Regions from separate parts of the Mus musculus genome. Here region 2 is linked to region 1. A link is a contact called in public Hi-C data. All regions are on one chromosome and are shown on one strand. Each heading gives the region's core, a stretch centred on a gene start, on an enhancer-like site or on the middle of the called end of the contact. The rest is flanking DNA. Distances are from core to core; before and after follow the strand shown. Region 1 overlaps Ehd3 (EH-domain containing 3). Region 2 overlaps Gm30983 (a long non-coding RNA gene).

Region 1 (7,775 bases), core at 3,478-5,977:
CCACCACCAAGGCATTCCCGGGAATGATCCCCTCCACATCTCCCTGCATCACTGCTATGAAGGAATCAGTGGTCGGCTCAGGCCCAATCCTCATGCCTGGAAAATCCTGTTCCAGCAGGTACCTGCAGGAAGGAGTGAGTGGAGTCACGTAGGTTTGGTGCTCGCTCGGAGAGGGCCCTTGTTTATCTACTACACAGCTGGTCATACTTGGGTCATGGGAGAAGGGCAGCCCCAGAGCGACCACTGCGCAGAGGAAGTAGGCTTTTAGCTGGACTTCACATACTCTGCATTCTTGGTCCTTTCTCTGCTCCGACTCAGGAGCGGGTGAGGGAAAGCAAGGTTTGGGCCATGAAGTAACCCGTGGATGAAGCTGATTCCTAATGCCAATATTGCAGGCTTCACAAATCAAAGCAACCAGCTGAAATTGCCATACACAGTTGTGTAATTAGACAATCCCAGGGCCCTTCTGGCTTCTTAGACATTGTTCGTTATATACGTGTGTGTATGTGTGTGTGTGTGTATATATGTATATGTATGTATGTATATATATACACACACACACATACACACACGTATATATGATATAATGAAACAGCAGCATGAAAGAAACTATGAAAAATGAATCCCAACTGACCTTAGAGTTTGTTTCCTGTGTTGTCCTTATTCTTTGCATTCTGGAGCCTTCTAGAAATATTCCATGTATGCATGTGCTATAGACTTTGTGCTTAGGCACACTTACATACAGATGACTGGAGGTTTATCTATTGTGTGTGTTCTACTTTTATTTAGTGTGTGTGTGTGTGTATGCACATGTACATGTTGTCATGTGTCACTGCCTATGTGAAAATCAGAGGATATTTTAATGAGTTGGCTCTCTCCTTCCACTATGAGTCCTGGGGATTGAACTCAAGCCATCAGGCTAGATAGCCAGAGTCCTTACCCACTGAGCCTCCTCACTGGCCCTAACTAAAGTTTGTAAGCAGTTTCCACCTTCCTCCACCTACCCAACTGATGCAAGCTTCTAGCATGAGACTATATTCAAGACATCTTGTGTTGTACTTGCACAAGGCACGCTCTCTCCCTTGCGTCCTCAGGCATCATCAGGCAGTTCTATCACCAATATTTCAGTTCACGGGGAGGTTGTTGGGTTAAGATTTTAACCATGCTTTTTTAAAAGTGTTTTTTTTTCTAAACTCTGTGCCTTTAGTGGAGTGAATCAAAATTTACCTTTTATCTACGAATGCTTTTCTATTGCACCTGACACCTGCATGTGCGCATGCACACACACACATCCTGCCCCCAGCTTGAGGCTTAGTAACCACAGAAGATGCTGTACAGCCAGTGGGTAGGAATTTACATACTCTGCAGGGGTTATGCAGATAATAGCCATGCAGGGGTTTCGTTTTATGCTCAACACATCTGAGAAACAGCAATCCAGACTTACTTTACCCTTGTTGATAACTATGTAGAATTCCATTGTATCAATTATTACATTTTTTTAGTGAAATTCCTATTGGTATCTGGTAGCAGTTTCTATGGTCTAGAAGGGAGGGAAATGGTGGCACAGGAATTGACACATTATCTCAGTGAAAGAAGGGAAGGAGGGGAAGAGTGGTTGCCTATTTTTATGGGGTGGTTTTTAACACGCTCACTTTCTACTTCCGGTACCTGATTCTGCTCATGCCGGGCCCCAGGCAGGCCTCTTCCCTGCTCTGAACCTCATGGTCTGTCCCACTAGGAGACTGGCCAATGGGATCTTCAGAATTTCTTCTGTTCCCTGGCTACTGTGCCAGGAGTGGACTTCTGAATGGTACCACCTGCAACCATTTATTTTCATCCCTGATGATGGCACTCCTGAGGGAGCAGGAGGATGGTTGCTTCCGAAACTCTGACAGTGTCATGGCATGACTATACTTCTCTGCTCTTCTCGGCTGGGCAGAGAGAACTCAAGGCCACCTGCCTCCCCAACTCTGTTGCCCCTTGTAGAGGCAAAGAGAAAGGGAGCATGCGTAGCCAGGGAGTAGTCACTAAGGATGATGGAGAACAGAGCCCTTTAGGATTCTTGGACAAGTTTGAACACAGTGTGTTTCAGGGGGTGGGGGGTGGCTAGACTGAAAAACAGTGCATGGAGCTACCCTTGGATAGGACTGGGCAGACAGAGGACAGTCCCGGAGCATCTGTGCTGGGCACTAAAGGATGCTGCCTGAGAAACGCAAACCTACAGAGGGAGGGCTCAGGAACAATGAGAACCACAGAGGCCCAGCTTCCTGGTCCTTAGTACTTGAGGAGTATCAGCAGATGGATTCGGGCCTCTACTCTGATGTTTCTAACCTTCTTGGTCAAGACCTTAGTAGTGCTACTCTTTATAAGGTTCCCAGATGATTCAAACACACAGCCAGGGCATTATAGTGGTCTCTGTATCAACCCTGTCATTTTCTTAATAATAACTGCTAACATATAACAGCAATTCTGAGTGTCACATTTTATTCAGAACGTCTGGTTATACTGTCTTCTGTTCCCCACAGTGGCACTTGAGGTAGGCTCCGAGGAAGCTGAGAAGGGTTATGTGACTTTCTCAAGTACTAGGGCTGGAACCCATGCCCCCACCCCCAGCAGGGAGACATTGCTGCTGCTCTTCTCCCATCTTTGATTCCTCTAAGAAATCACCTCCCAGAAAGCTCACCAAGGCCCAGGCAAAGTCCAGTCTCCCTGGCTCAAGTTTGAGCTCCTTGCCATCCGTTGCCTCTCTAGGGTGGGCAGGATCCAAGGAGACCTACTGGGTTTCCTCTGGGTCCCCAGCAGGCTAGCTGTGCCTTCAGGAAACTATCCCATGTTGCCTGGGTGGGGTTGCTATGGACCTGGTCCCCAAGGAGCCCGTGGAGCAGCTGCAGTAGCCTCAACCCCAGAGGAAGCTGTTGATCTGCTCAGAGACTAATGACAGCAGCAGTGTGGGGGAGCCTTTGAAGTCGTGGGTTGCCTTGGGGATCCCCTCTAACCTCTACTATTCCAGTCTAGCAACTGGGAGTATCAAGGAGGGATTTCTTCCAGTCAGAACATCCTTTTGAGAGCCTGTGGTGGAGCTGCGATCAGAGAAAAACAAAGCCACACATAGGACTGTGCTTTCCGCTCTCTTGGTGAACCTTTCCCTTGAGAACTTCCTGAGTGAGACAGGACCCCGGGCTTTCTATGACGAGTATGCCCTTTAGAGGGTACCTATTGTAAACACCGTGGCTTCAGTACCTCCCTCCACCACACAGGGCATCCTAGTTCAGGCTTACTTCTTGCCTGTAATATGCCAGACATTGTTCTAACTGTTCTATGGTCATCTCGTCTAATATTCATATCCAGTGGGCTGTTAGCATGATGATCCCCTCTGTCAAATGCCACCTAGGACAGTGGTTCTCAGCCTTCCTAAGGCTGTGACCCTTTAATTCATGTTGTGTATGACACCGTTCATGTTGGAGTGTCCTCCCAACCATAAAATTAGTTTTGTTGCTACTTCATAACTGTAATGTTGCTGCTGTTATGAACTGCAATGCAAATATCTGTGTTTTCCGATGGTCTTAGGTGACCAAGGGTTGCTCAACTCCCAAAGGGGTCATGACCCACAGGTTGAGAACTGCTGGCCTTGGGAGTAAATCTACCTTGTAGACTGTTGTGGAAGTTAGATGAGTTACATGTGTTACTTATTCAACTGGTACCCTTTACAGAGCATCTTTTCTTATTTTAAAGGGGAAGAGACCAAAGTTAATTTGCCCCATGTGCACATCAGTTACAGATAGCCTAGGATTTGAGCCTGGCATTTGGATTTAACACCAATGCCTCTCATGACCATAGCCACTGTCTCCTCTCACGACCTAAGCCTTCTCCTGGAAATGCATCCACCTCTGGGGACAGGCCAACAATGATGCCCTGCATCCCCACATGGAACTAGAAGCAAAACGTGATATAAGCTCCAAAAGTATATCGTTTGGCAAGAAGCTGGTTAGAGCCAGGGCCTGGGACCCACAAACTTGGGAATACATGTCTCCAGAAACTCAGCCCCTGGCTGTTCACTCAGCCTCAGTGACTGCAGGTATATATGTATATGCATATGTATATGTGTATGATCTATATGCATATGCTCTTGCTATCAGATGGCAGGAGCAGGTCTTGACCCTGTGGTTTTCAAAAGGACACCGAGAAACAGTAAGGCCGGATTCCCTGTGAGAATCTTTGTGCTGATTTGGGTCAGTCGATGTCGGCTGCTCCATGTCCTAATGCAGACCCATCGAGGAGGTGTAGCAGAGTGTGGATGGGACAGCTGAACTAGAGGGATGGAAAGAACCATTCTGAGGCAGCCTCAAAAATGCCCAGAATGAATGAGGCCACAGCGGCAATGAGCTAATGTTCTTTAGAAGGCGTCTCAGATTCCAGCTCTGGAAGACATGCTGTACTCAGCAGATGAACAAAGGGTGACACTGCCCAGCCTAACAGGTCAGCTCCCTGGGGAGTTGTGGAGCCACTGCCTGAGGTGGCCGGCCAAAGGGTTCTGGGTTGGTCTGCTGGCTTCTTACACTCACAGGACCCATAACTTGCTGACCTCGTAATGAGTCTGGGGAAACCCAGAGACTAAGGAGGCTAAGAGCATGCCCAGAGGCTACAGTCAGGCCAAGCAGGGAACTGGACGGGATAAATTCTCAGAGACATTTGGGTATGGCTTGTGGCACCGGGTGCCCCACAAACAAAGCCACCACTGTGTCCAGAAAGGAAAATCTATTGAGAAATCTCATGCACTACTTCTTTACAGGGTGTGGGACAGATCGCCTCTGTTGCTGGGCAAAAACATTCCCACAGCTGTGTAAAAAAAGAAAAGTTAATTCAAGCCTGGGTGGGACCAGCTGAGATGGGGACGCATGAAATAAGAAGGGACAGAACCCTCCTTAGATTGTACTTATGCTTATGCTTTGAACTTCTGCCCACATAATCCACCTTACCAGTGCCATGACATGACAACATTAACTCAGTTTTGCAACAGGGTCAGGTGAAAAATACCATGTTCAAGTTCAGGGTCAAATTTGAGGTCCCAAACAACACTGAAAAGATCTTGGTGTCTCCCCTCCCTTGCCATCCAATGCAAAATAAATAAAGGCTAAACCATAAAATATGTGTGGGGAAATTCAACACAAATCTGACTTTTCCCCATGAGGGTGATTTTTCTTCATATGCTTCTTAAGTAGAAATTATTTCATAACATTTTCCTCATTTTTTATGCCCTGCTTAGTTGGCAATCTAAGCATGTGGTCTGCTTTGCTGATGACCTAAGTATGCAGGGCATGGCATAGAGCCCAAGAGTCTCATCCGGGCTTGTCTTTCAGGCACCCAACTCCCCAGCAAGGAGGCCCAGGCTCTGAGCAGCTACTGGATTCAACCACAGACAGGGAAGAAACTACAAAGGCTGAGGACCTGTGAATATTGCTGCTGGAGGCTCTGGGTTAGGTGTCCCAAATCATCTGAAGAATCTTGTTCTCTTGAGTGACTTAGGGACCCACACAACTCTACCACCAACATGATCCTGAACAAGTTGCTCAAAAGAACACTGGGACCAGCAAGATGGCTCAGTGGGTAAAGGCACCTGCTGCCAAGCCTGGCAGCCTAAGTTTGATCTCTAGCATGGTGGAAAGAGAGAATCGACTCTGGCAAATTGTCCTCTGACCTTCACTTGCCGGACATACACATACATCCAAGCAGGCAAGCATGGACACACTAAATAAATACCTAAGTCACTGAACATGTTAAAGGAATGGCTCTACCTCCCTGGCTGATAAAACAGGGAAATACCTGGTTTCTAACTATGACAGCTAAAAAGTTCAACAGTTCGAGGTAATACACAAGAGTTTTGAGAAAGCAAGGCCTGTAGCAGACTTTTCCCACAATGACAGAAACGATAATTAGAGAAAATGAACCCTTCAGGGTTGCCTGCAGGTACTTGGCACATTCCCACCTTGTCTCTAAACACAGTTCAGATGTGTCCTTCGTGAAGCCTTAACGGATTCATCCCCCACCTCACCCACAAACCACACACATTCTTCCTTCTCCTGTAACAGCAGATCTCACAGCTCTTCCCCTGCAGGTAGTCTAAGCGCATTCAGAAAGCACAGTGGGTCTTTGTGATATGCAACTATATCTTTGAGCATTTCAGCCATGGATCCTTCTACTTTAAAATAAAGCCAGGATAACTCTTGCCCTATTAGCCTGACTTAGTTTTAGGGAGAGAGTAACATACACACAGAGACACAAAGTAGGTGGAAGACTGTATGTAGATGGATGCTAGGTTAAGAAGTCAGCTTCATGCCCCAGGAAATGGTCATGGAACAGTTTAGAGCTGGGATTGGATGGTTTTAGCATTCATTCCCTTGCAGGCTCCACCCTTGCAGCCTGCCCATCTGGGACACTAGTTACTCCAGCATCATGTTCCTCTTCTGCCCTTCTGTAGTATAGACAGGCAGCATGCCCTTCACCAAACTAGAAGGCTGCCCCCTACCTCCTGAGGGTCATCCTCAGCTAGATGGGTGGGTATTGATAACCTCCCACCCCATTGGTACCTGGAACTAAATGGCCTAGAATTGGTTCTGAACTCTCCTGTTCCCACGAAGCAGTTGCTAGGATTCATATGGTATGGATAAGGAAACAAGATCAGAGAGAAATGAGGGTGTAACCTCCCTTATCCTTCTTTGTTAGCCTCTTGGCTAAAGAATAGGGGAGCCAGGTTCTACTGACATAGCCTGGGTTAAGACCTTTGTCCCACAGCCAATGGGAGTGGTATGCAAACCTTTCTCCACTGTTGTCTCTGCTGACTTCCAGATGCCTGGATTCAAGGTGATTCCTCATCTGGACCCGAGGCAGGCAGATACGGTTCCTCTAGTCTGAAGATTTATGCTCCCTTCAGTAACCAATGAGCCTTGGATAAAAGCAACTGCACATTTACCCAGCTCCACTTTGAACACAACAGACTAGGACAATAAAAGAACATCCTTTGACTCCCGATATCAGAGCCCTGAAGTGGTGAAGGTACTGTTGCAGGCAGAGTAAGTCTACAGAGGAGTGGATTTCCCCAGGATGGTGAACTCTCTGCCTTTGGTTTCCATGAAAATCATCTTTCATGAGATAATCATACACTGAGGGCCAAGGTAAGGTGTGTGTCCCCATCCCTATCTGTCCCTGGAAATGATAACAGATGGAGCAAACACAGGAAACACTACATCAATCACCCTTGGTGGAGGCTGCAGAGTCCTTGAAGAAATGTGAAACAGTTGAAACAGCTAAGTTGGCTTCACTCTGGTACACCTAGCATCCCAGTGGCCCAAGGCTTATTACAGAAGAGGCTCAAGTTCAACCTAGACATTATAGCAGGGGCTCTGAACCTCAGACCTCTCCTCTCCAGTCCAAGCAAAGTTCAAGGATACCATAATAACAGTTAGTACCTGGGCTAGTTCCTGCCTACCTCTACTTCCTCTCTCCTGTCTGCCAGCAGACAGAGAAGGCCCAGAAAATAAGTAGCAAGAAAGGGTAGCCAGGAATCCAACAGGTCCGGAGAAGGAGGAGCTTAAAGCTTAAAGCTTCATGCCAGCAAGAGAAACAGCAGAGGCGGAAGGAGACCGCCAGGGACACAGAGCTACTGTGCTCCAGAAAGGCAGACTGTGTTGGAGGGAGCAGCCCACAGACCAATTTATTGTTTATTTTATTACTCTGGGTTGCTGGGCCTTAGGCCAGGGAAGTTATTTCAGGCAGAGATC
Region 2 (7,775 bases), core at 1,478-3,977, 160 kb before region 1:
CTAATGTATGATATGATATTCTATAGAGAAAGATAATAGAAAAGACAAATAAATTGTGGTGTTTTCCCAGTGAGATACCACTTAACAATTAAAAACTAAAAGAAGGAATGACTAGAGCCAGAAGAGCATGGATGAATTTCATTGCCCCAAAGGGAAAGATTCGAGATCCAAAAAAAAAGATATTCTGTACAATTACAGTGGCAGAAATCCTTACACAACATAAGTGTCACCTGTAGCAATTGGAACAGGATCCCTACTACTGGGGAGACAGAGTGACAACTGAGAGTCATTATTAAAGAACTTTCAAGTTATGATGTAAATTGTGGTGGTAAAATGAGTGTATACATTTGCCCCAAATTACACACAGGGCACTTGATTTATGCATCTAGTAGTATATGAATTAAAGCACAAAGAACTTTGTTGTGGACTGCACCCTGGCCATTGCCTCAAATCCTAGACAGGAATTCACTGATTCTGCTCTCAGATGCCATTCTTGGCTCTGTGAAGCAGTCCTTACTAATGACCATGTGACTTCTTTATTTTTTTGTATTAGCCAACACTGTTTGACTTCACTTCTCTTTTACTGAGGTTACAGCTTATGAGCCGTTATTTTTTATTTAATGTATTTTAATTAAAATAGAATTAATTATTTCCCCTCTTTCTTTTTCTCTCCCCAGCCCATCCTGTGATTTCCCTCCCTTGCAAACCTTCTTTCCTTCTTACATTCCTCTGTTGCAACACAGGCCCACGTAAAGGGAGGCATTCAGGTGAGTGCTTCAGTCTCCCAGCTGAGTAGATATATATGGCATTTCTTTTCTATGGTAACTGTTCTAGCTGTAGGCTCATGACTTTCAACACTAAGCAGGAGGTGGGCACTGCCAGTTGCCACCTTGCTGAGGTCAGCTCCTTAGCCCTCCTCAAGGAATAGCCACGCATCTCCACTTTCCTGACTTCATTCATCCCAACCCATAATCCTCTCAGATACTTTAACTGTCTTGTATTCATTGTAAACAAAATACATCGTCCCCTCCCAAACCCAGCAAGGAATTTAAAAGTCGGTCTTTCCCCACTACCAAATCTAATCACCTGGTAGTGTCACCACACAGCTCTTTTCCTTCTCTCCCATTCTGGGAAGGGCTGTTCCTTCTTCCTGTCCATGAAGCCGAGCTCCCTAGGGATGCTCCATCTCATTTTTGCCTCACAGCTGTTTTGTCTGCCCCGGTTGGTCGCCATCTCTGCTTTCACTAAGGGACCACGGAACCAATGTTCAGGCAGTTGCTGACTGACGACCCTTGCTTCCACTTCTCTGCCTCCCTCGGGCATTCTTCAGGGTGCTACCCAAGAAGTTAGAGGGCTGATGATTATAGTTGAATCAAACCTATGGTCACGTGATGGGCAAACGTCTTTAAAGTTGTGGGTGGTCACGTGACAGGCTGAAATGTGCATCTAGACAAGTGTGTGAAATGTGTCTCATCTAGACAAGTGTAGCTTGACCAAGTATCTCCAGGTATGGGAAGTCAGCACTGTGTGCAGATGCAGCCGGCCAGTTAAGACCCAGGAACACAGGGCTAAGCGGATTAGATATTTCTGAGTCGATGGAAGGACTGTGGTTACCCGTCTCATCCTCTAAGGGTCCTGAAGCCCTGCTATTAGAGGTCACTTAGTTCGATCTCTGCTCGGTCCCAACAACTGAAACAAACAGGCACCATGAACTCACTTGAGCAATGTGGCCCCAGATAGACCTGGTGGGAGGAGCCCACACTCCTCCCTTCCTGGGTGGTCCTTGGTGTCTCAGTGTGGATGCAGGGCACTTTCTTCTGAGACGTGCCTAGTGAACATCATCGGTTCGTCATTAGATGCACGTGACCAGGAAGTTCTTGGAAGAGTGACTTAAAACAATATAACAGCCGCAAAGCTGTTTCTGCTCAGAAAAAACATCTCTTGTTCTGGCAATTGACAAACATCGTCTTACAACCCCAGCTCAGGAAAACATTGCTATTTTCATTCTACAGAAAGGGATGAGTTTAAAGAACATAAGGATCTTTCTTACCCAAAGGTATAACATTCATAAGTGGCCACGTGAATTTGCTTTCTATGCTTGCTGCACCCCTCTTGTGTCCTCTTAATCTGCATGGCATGTAGTTAGTTATAAGACTACTCATGCCTCTCAGATTATATTATTGTCTTCTCTGACTCTTATTCGAGGACCCTTTTCTTGATAGCTCTTCCTATTGGCCTGCTAATAAGAGGATATTTCCCCCCTCCAAGTCTCTTGAAAATAGTTTCTTTGTGGCAAGAATTGCTTCTTACAAGGATGATGGGGGCAAGTTGTGGGAATCATGGTAGCAAGTGTTTCCCCCGCCTTTTGACTTCCAATCTACCATGAGAGACTGTAGCAGGATACAAATGCCTGCAAGGGACGTGCATCATTCAAGGCACTAGCCCTGCCCATAAGACCAAGCTAGGGAGTCTCCTCAGATACCCACAGCCATCACCTAACATCTGCCTAAATACTAGGGTGCTCCAGCAGAGGTTAAACCAGCTGCAAGACTCTTCTCCCCAGAGCTCTTTCTAGAACTAATTGTCTCTTTCTCAAGACAGCAAGAACATCATAATTAGGGAGCATGCTAAGGCACCCACTGGCCCTCACAGATCAGACAGTGCCACTTCTTGCTCCAGCCTGCCGTCACAGAGTCTGTTCTTAAGCTAGCCCGTCAACTTTGTGGGTGACTAATTCTCAGCTGGTGCCTGTACTGGGCCTTTCAGGACTCATGACAGCTGTCTATGAGGAGCTCCTGGTAGGAACACGAATAGCCTATCTGAGTTCTGTTTTTCCAGAATAGTGTCTACCCATCCTGTATACAATCCTCTCTTCATTCCCCTCCCACCCCCGTTCATTCCCCTTCTCATCCATGGATGGTAGCCAAAAGGAGGCAGAGCTGCAGGTCCTTAGTGAAGTAGAGGGAGGGTGCTGGGCATGTGAAACTGATGCTTTAAATTATAATATGCTAATTAGCTACTTGGTGGCGGTGATATCTGATTCCCTCGTCTTGTTCTTAGGCTCTGGGGAGCTGGACTTGAGGAGGGATGTACCAACTCATTCTACAAGTGTGAAAGTCACTGACAGATTTCATACCTTCTGTCCACAGGAGGGAACTTTTGTGTTCCTAGAGGGACAAGGGGAAGCAGAAGGGTTTTGGAAAGGGGAAGGGGTCACTCTCCTGCAGATACAGTAGCTCCTCCAGGCTGGGAAGTGGGAAGCGTTGTACTACTCTCTGAGGCTTTTGATGGAGATGGGTGGACCAGCCCTTGGTTTTAACCATTCTCAAAATGACCATTTTTTTTTCTCCCCACAAATGACTCACAAATTCTGGGGCAGACAATCTGGAATCATGCAACAAGAGACCAGTAGGCCACAGCAGTGGGCAAGGTCCCATCTGCTGCCTTCCTCATCCTCTAGCTGGACCAATTTCTCACATGTCCAGTTTTTATCCCTGTGCACATAATTTCTAGCCCACCCCATTTCCATTAGTGACTTCTGTTCCCAACCCCCTTTAGGAGTGTTCCACCAATCATCATTTGGATGGAGTCATGAACCCTGACTAACACCCACAGGGCCCAACCCTTTCTGGAAAGCGGTTTCTCTTAAACCAGCACTTCTGGTGAGTGAGTCTATTTTTAGTGGAACTCACTTCCTTGTCCCCAGATTCCTGTTGAGGGCAGTGGCTGCTTTGTTTTTGCAGCTCTGAGGGTTTCCTCCTCGATTCTTCCCCCTGGCTCAAATCCAGTGCTGGCTGCATCTCTGTACTGAGTTGTTGCCAGTGCCTCTGTGAGCCACTCAGTTATAAACACAAAGTATAATAATATAATTGCTTGAAAATATCACAGTGAAACCCATTTCTTTAAGAGAGAGAAAGAGAGAGAAGGAGAGAGAGAGAAAGAGAGAGAGAGAGAGAGAGAAGATGGTGACGAGGTGGAAGAGGAGGAGGAGGAGGGAGAGGAGGAGGCATTGTGGAGACATTTTAAAAGAGAAACTAGTGTTTTCAAAAATATAGGATTCTATCAAGCTCAGGCCTGAAGTGTGGGAAATAATAGTTCTTACTTTTCCTTTTAATTGTTACACAGACAATTAAAAATCATCATCATAACTCCACCCCTTGCCAACTTGATACAAAAACACATTACTCGAAGCCATAACCTTTAATTCCTTGTTCGTAAGCTATCTCATCGTAAAAAATGGAGTCCTACCGTGAGTGTTCCCATAGTCTTTAACAAGTATAACACTTTAAAAGTCCAAATCCTTTTATTTGAAATCCTATCACATCAAAATAATTTAAATACTTTCAACATATGATGGCACAGAATCAAGACTCTCATTCCAGAAGGGAAGAACAGGGTATAGCAAATGAACACTCATACCAAAGCAACTCCAAAATTTTGTAGGGAGAACAACAAATTTTGTGGCTTTGGTGATCAGTATCTGGGGCTAACAATAAAATCTCTCAGAACCCTAAGGGCCTGGGCAGCTTCACCCTTCCAGCTCTGCTCCCTATATCCGATGGATATTTTCTTTTAGGATTAAGTCAGCTCCACTCCGTACCTATAGTTCTCCTTGGTGGCCATTCCCCAGTCCTGGCATCTACAGTATTCTGGGGTCTTATTACAGCTTAGGCTTTGCAGTCACAGTTTCATGTGAGAGCCTTTGAGGCTCTTTTTTGGGGGGGGGGGATTCCAATCTTGTCAAAGTTTCCTGGCCTCAACTGTTCTTCAAGCAACACCTGACTTCTGTATTCTATGATTTACAAACCAGTACCAAGCGGCTAACTCTTACATTGCTTAATTCTGTTTTTACCTTGAGGTGTACCGCAGCCTCCTTGGATCTCGGAGACATCACTTTCTGTGTGGTGATCCTGAGGAAACACTTTCCTGTCCCCCCAGTGTAACATGAGAGGCTCCCCTACAATGGGACTGGATTTCTTAAAAAAAAAATAATAATTCTGCCTGTCTCTTTAGCATAAGTCCATACTGAGTCTTTCCCTACCAAAAACTGTTCTGCCCTCTTCAAGTTTAGATTTACTTAGATTTTTTTTCAGGACACAGACAGAATGGAAGCTAGATTCTTGGCTAACATTTTATAAAAATGGCTCCCATGTCAGTTCCTGATGAAGACCTCATCACCATCCTATACCTCACACATGCTGGGCCCCCACTGTCTGCATTTCTCTCTGCCTTTTCATCTTCCAAGCTCCCATTAGAAAGCAGCCGTTAAGCTATTTTCAAGGCTAAAATTCCAAGGCTTTCTACATTCCTCCTCACAACACAACATGGTTAGGTCTACTTCAGCAATAACTTCATTTTGTTACTTATTTCTGCCCTAGTTGCAGTGATGAAATCCTCTTACAGGTAGCAGTTTAGGAAAGATAAGGTTTATTTTTGCTTACAATTCCAGATTATAGTCCGTCACCATAGAAACGTCAAGGTGGGAACTGGAAGCAGGTAGTCACATCGTACACATAGTCAAAAGTGAAGGGAAGTAGACGTATTCATGTGTGTTGCTCGGCTGCTTCCTTCAGCCTTATAGAGTCTAGCACACCAAACCAAGCATTGCTGCTGCCTATTTTGGAGCTGGGACTTCTCATGTCAACGTCAATTAAGGCCATTAAGACACACCCCACCCTGCCCCAGACGTGCTGAAAGGCCAGCCCAGATAATTTCTCATTGAGACTCCTTTCTCCACATGATTCTCAGTTGTGTCAAGTTGACAGTTAACCTCACCATTATTTCCTACACAGGCTATCAGCCTTCTACACCCATGCATTCAATAAACCCTAGATAAAAAATATTTAGAAAAATCCCATCTTGAACAAGTACAGTTTTTCTTGTCATCTTCTCTTAGTAAGAAGTATATCTATACCATAGCACTTACATTATCTTCAGTATTATACATAGTATGAAAATTATTTTAAATGTAGGAGGGTGTAGGCAGGTTACAGACCAGTAGTTCTCAACATGATACATGGTGGGGGGGTCACATATCAGATATCCTGCGTATCAGATATTTACATTATGATTCATAACAGTAGCAAAATTATGGTTATGAAATGGCAATGAAATAATTTCATGGTTGGGGGTCACCACAACAGGAGGAAATACTGTATTGAAGGGCCAAGCCATTAGGAAGGTTGAGAACTACTGTGTAGGTAAAGATATGGAAAGGTGGGAAGACTTTATTTTAAGGACACACACACACACACACACACACACTTTTCCCTTGGAATTTTAGATATGACCACTGGGCTATGTGATATATTCACAAGGCAGCCAGCACACAGATTCTTATCACTTCAATTAATGCTGTGGGATTCTTAGAATAATAGTGATAAAAAGATAAAGATGATGAATGGGGACATTTTGAGAGAGAGAAAATATTGATAGTAATCAGGTCTGGAAAATGATAGTTGGCAGAGTAATAGTGACTATTAATAGTCAGGTTTGGCTTCCCAACAGGAGAGAAAAGACAACTAAGAGACCCGGGGATAAGAAGTTTGATTAGGAGGCTGTGAATTGTCTGTCTGTCTGTCTGTCTGTCTGTCTGTCTGTCTGTCTGTCTGTCTATTTCTCAAACACTGTTCCCCTTCCCAGCCCCTTCCTCACAGAGTTCCTCCTCTCATCCCCACTTCTCCTCTGAGAGGACACACCCTTGGTATTCCCCATCCCTGGCACATCAAGTCCCTGCCAGATTAGGTGCATCTTCTCCCCATGAGGCCAGACAAGGCAGCCATGGAGACTGAGCTACACATCTGCTGCATATGTACTAGGGGTCACATTCCAGCCAGTGTATGTTCTTTGGTTGGTGGCTCAGTCTTTGAAAGCTCCCAGGTGTCCAGGTTAGTTGACTCAGTTTGTCTTCCTGAGGATTTCCCTTCCCCTTCGGGGCCTTTAATCTTTCCCCCAACTCTTCCATAAGTGTCTTCAACCCTCTCCAGTGTTTGACTGAAGGTGTCTGCATGTTTCAGCCTACTGTTTGCACTGTAAAACTCTCAAATGACAGTTATGCTAGGCTCCTGTTTACAAGCATAACAGAGTATCAGTAATGTCAGGGATTGGTGCTTACCCATGGGATGGGTTTGGACTTGGGCTGGTTATTGGTTGGCCTTTCCTTCAGTCTCTGCTCCATCTCTGTATTTCTTCTAGATAGGACAAATTTTGGGTCACAAATTTTGTGGGTGGCTTGGTGTCCTTCTCTCTCCACTGGGGGTCTTGCCTGTCTACAAGAGGTGGCTTCTTCCAGTTCGATGTTTCCACCGTTAGGCATCTTGGCTAAGGTCACCCACATTGACTCCTGGGTGCCTCCCCTATTCCAAGTGGGGATTTCCTAGAAATTCTCCCCACCCCCGAACAGCTGCAGATTTCCATTCATTCTACTGACCCTTTGGACCTCTCTCCTGTCTTTACCCACACCTAATACGGCCTCCACCTCACCTACATCTAGTTCTCTCCCTCTTTGTGCCCACTATGGATATTTTGTTTCCCCTTCTAAGTGTGATTCAAACAACCTTGTTTGGGCCTTCCTTCTTGCTTAACTTCTTTGGGGTGTATCAAGGGTATTTTGTACTTTATGGTTAATAACCACTTATCAGCAGTGCATTCCCTTGGAGAGTTCTAGAACTACGACATTCAGAAGGGGAATGGCAGGTGATCTTTTGGTGCCCTTTGAGCCCTCAGAGGTTGCCATTTAAAATATCTTAATATGTAACTCTGCATTTGGCATCCTT

What was found. A called contact is a pair of places that touch in the nucleus more often than the background predicts.
Region 2: a contact with region 1 is called in a Hi-C map of myocytes, with 2.1 times the contacts expected there. The contact joins two enhancer-like sites. A contact is called at or near these places in 1 of 39 promoter capture datasets (hippocampal neurons), 2 of 484 Hi-C or Micro-C datasets (myocytes and uterus), 1 of 115 datasets of contacts at active chromatin or transcription factors (memory CD8 T cells) and 1 of 9 other capture datasets (adipose tissue).

The regions. Positions count from the first base shown.
Region 1 is chr17:73,808,578-73,816,352 of GRCm38.p6, reverse strand. It overlaps Ehd3 (EH-domain containing 3), which reads right to left. Exons shown (of 6, transcript NM_020578.3): 2 at 1-122. Among named protein-coding and RNA genes, the nearest start is that of Ehd3, 7.6 kb to the right of the region's middle. Within about 2 kb of position 4,727, at least 52 of the 459 cell types and tissues checked have an H3K27ac peak or open chromatin away from gene starts, as enhancers often do. A contact at or near this core is called in adipose tissue and myocytes, where this site is marked.
Region 2 is chr17:73,966,478-73,974,252 of GRCm38.p6, reverse strand. It overlaps Gm30983 (a long non-coding RNA gene), which reads left to right. Exons shown (of 6, transcript XR_385755.2): 5 at 678-767. Among named protein-coding and RNA genes, the nearest start is that of Gm30983, 14 kb to the left of the region's middle. Within about 2 kb of position 2,727, at least 99 of the 459 cell types and tissues checked have an H3K27ac peak or open chromatin away from gene starts, as enhancers often do. A contact at or near this core is called in adipose tissue and myocytes, where this site is marked.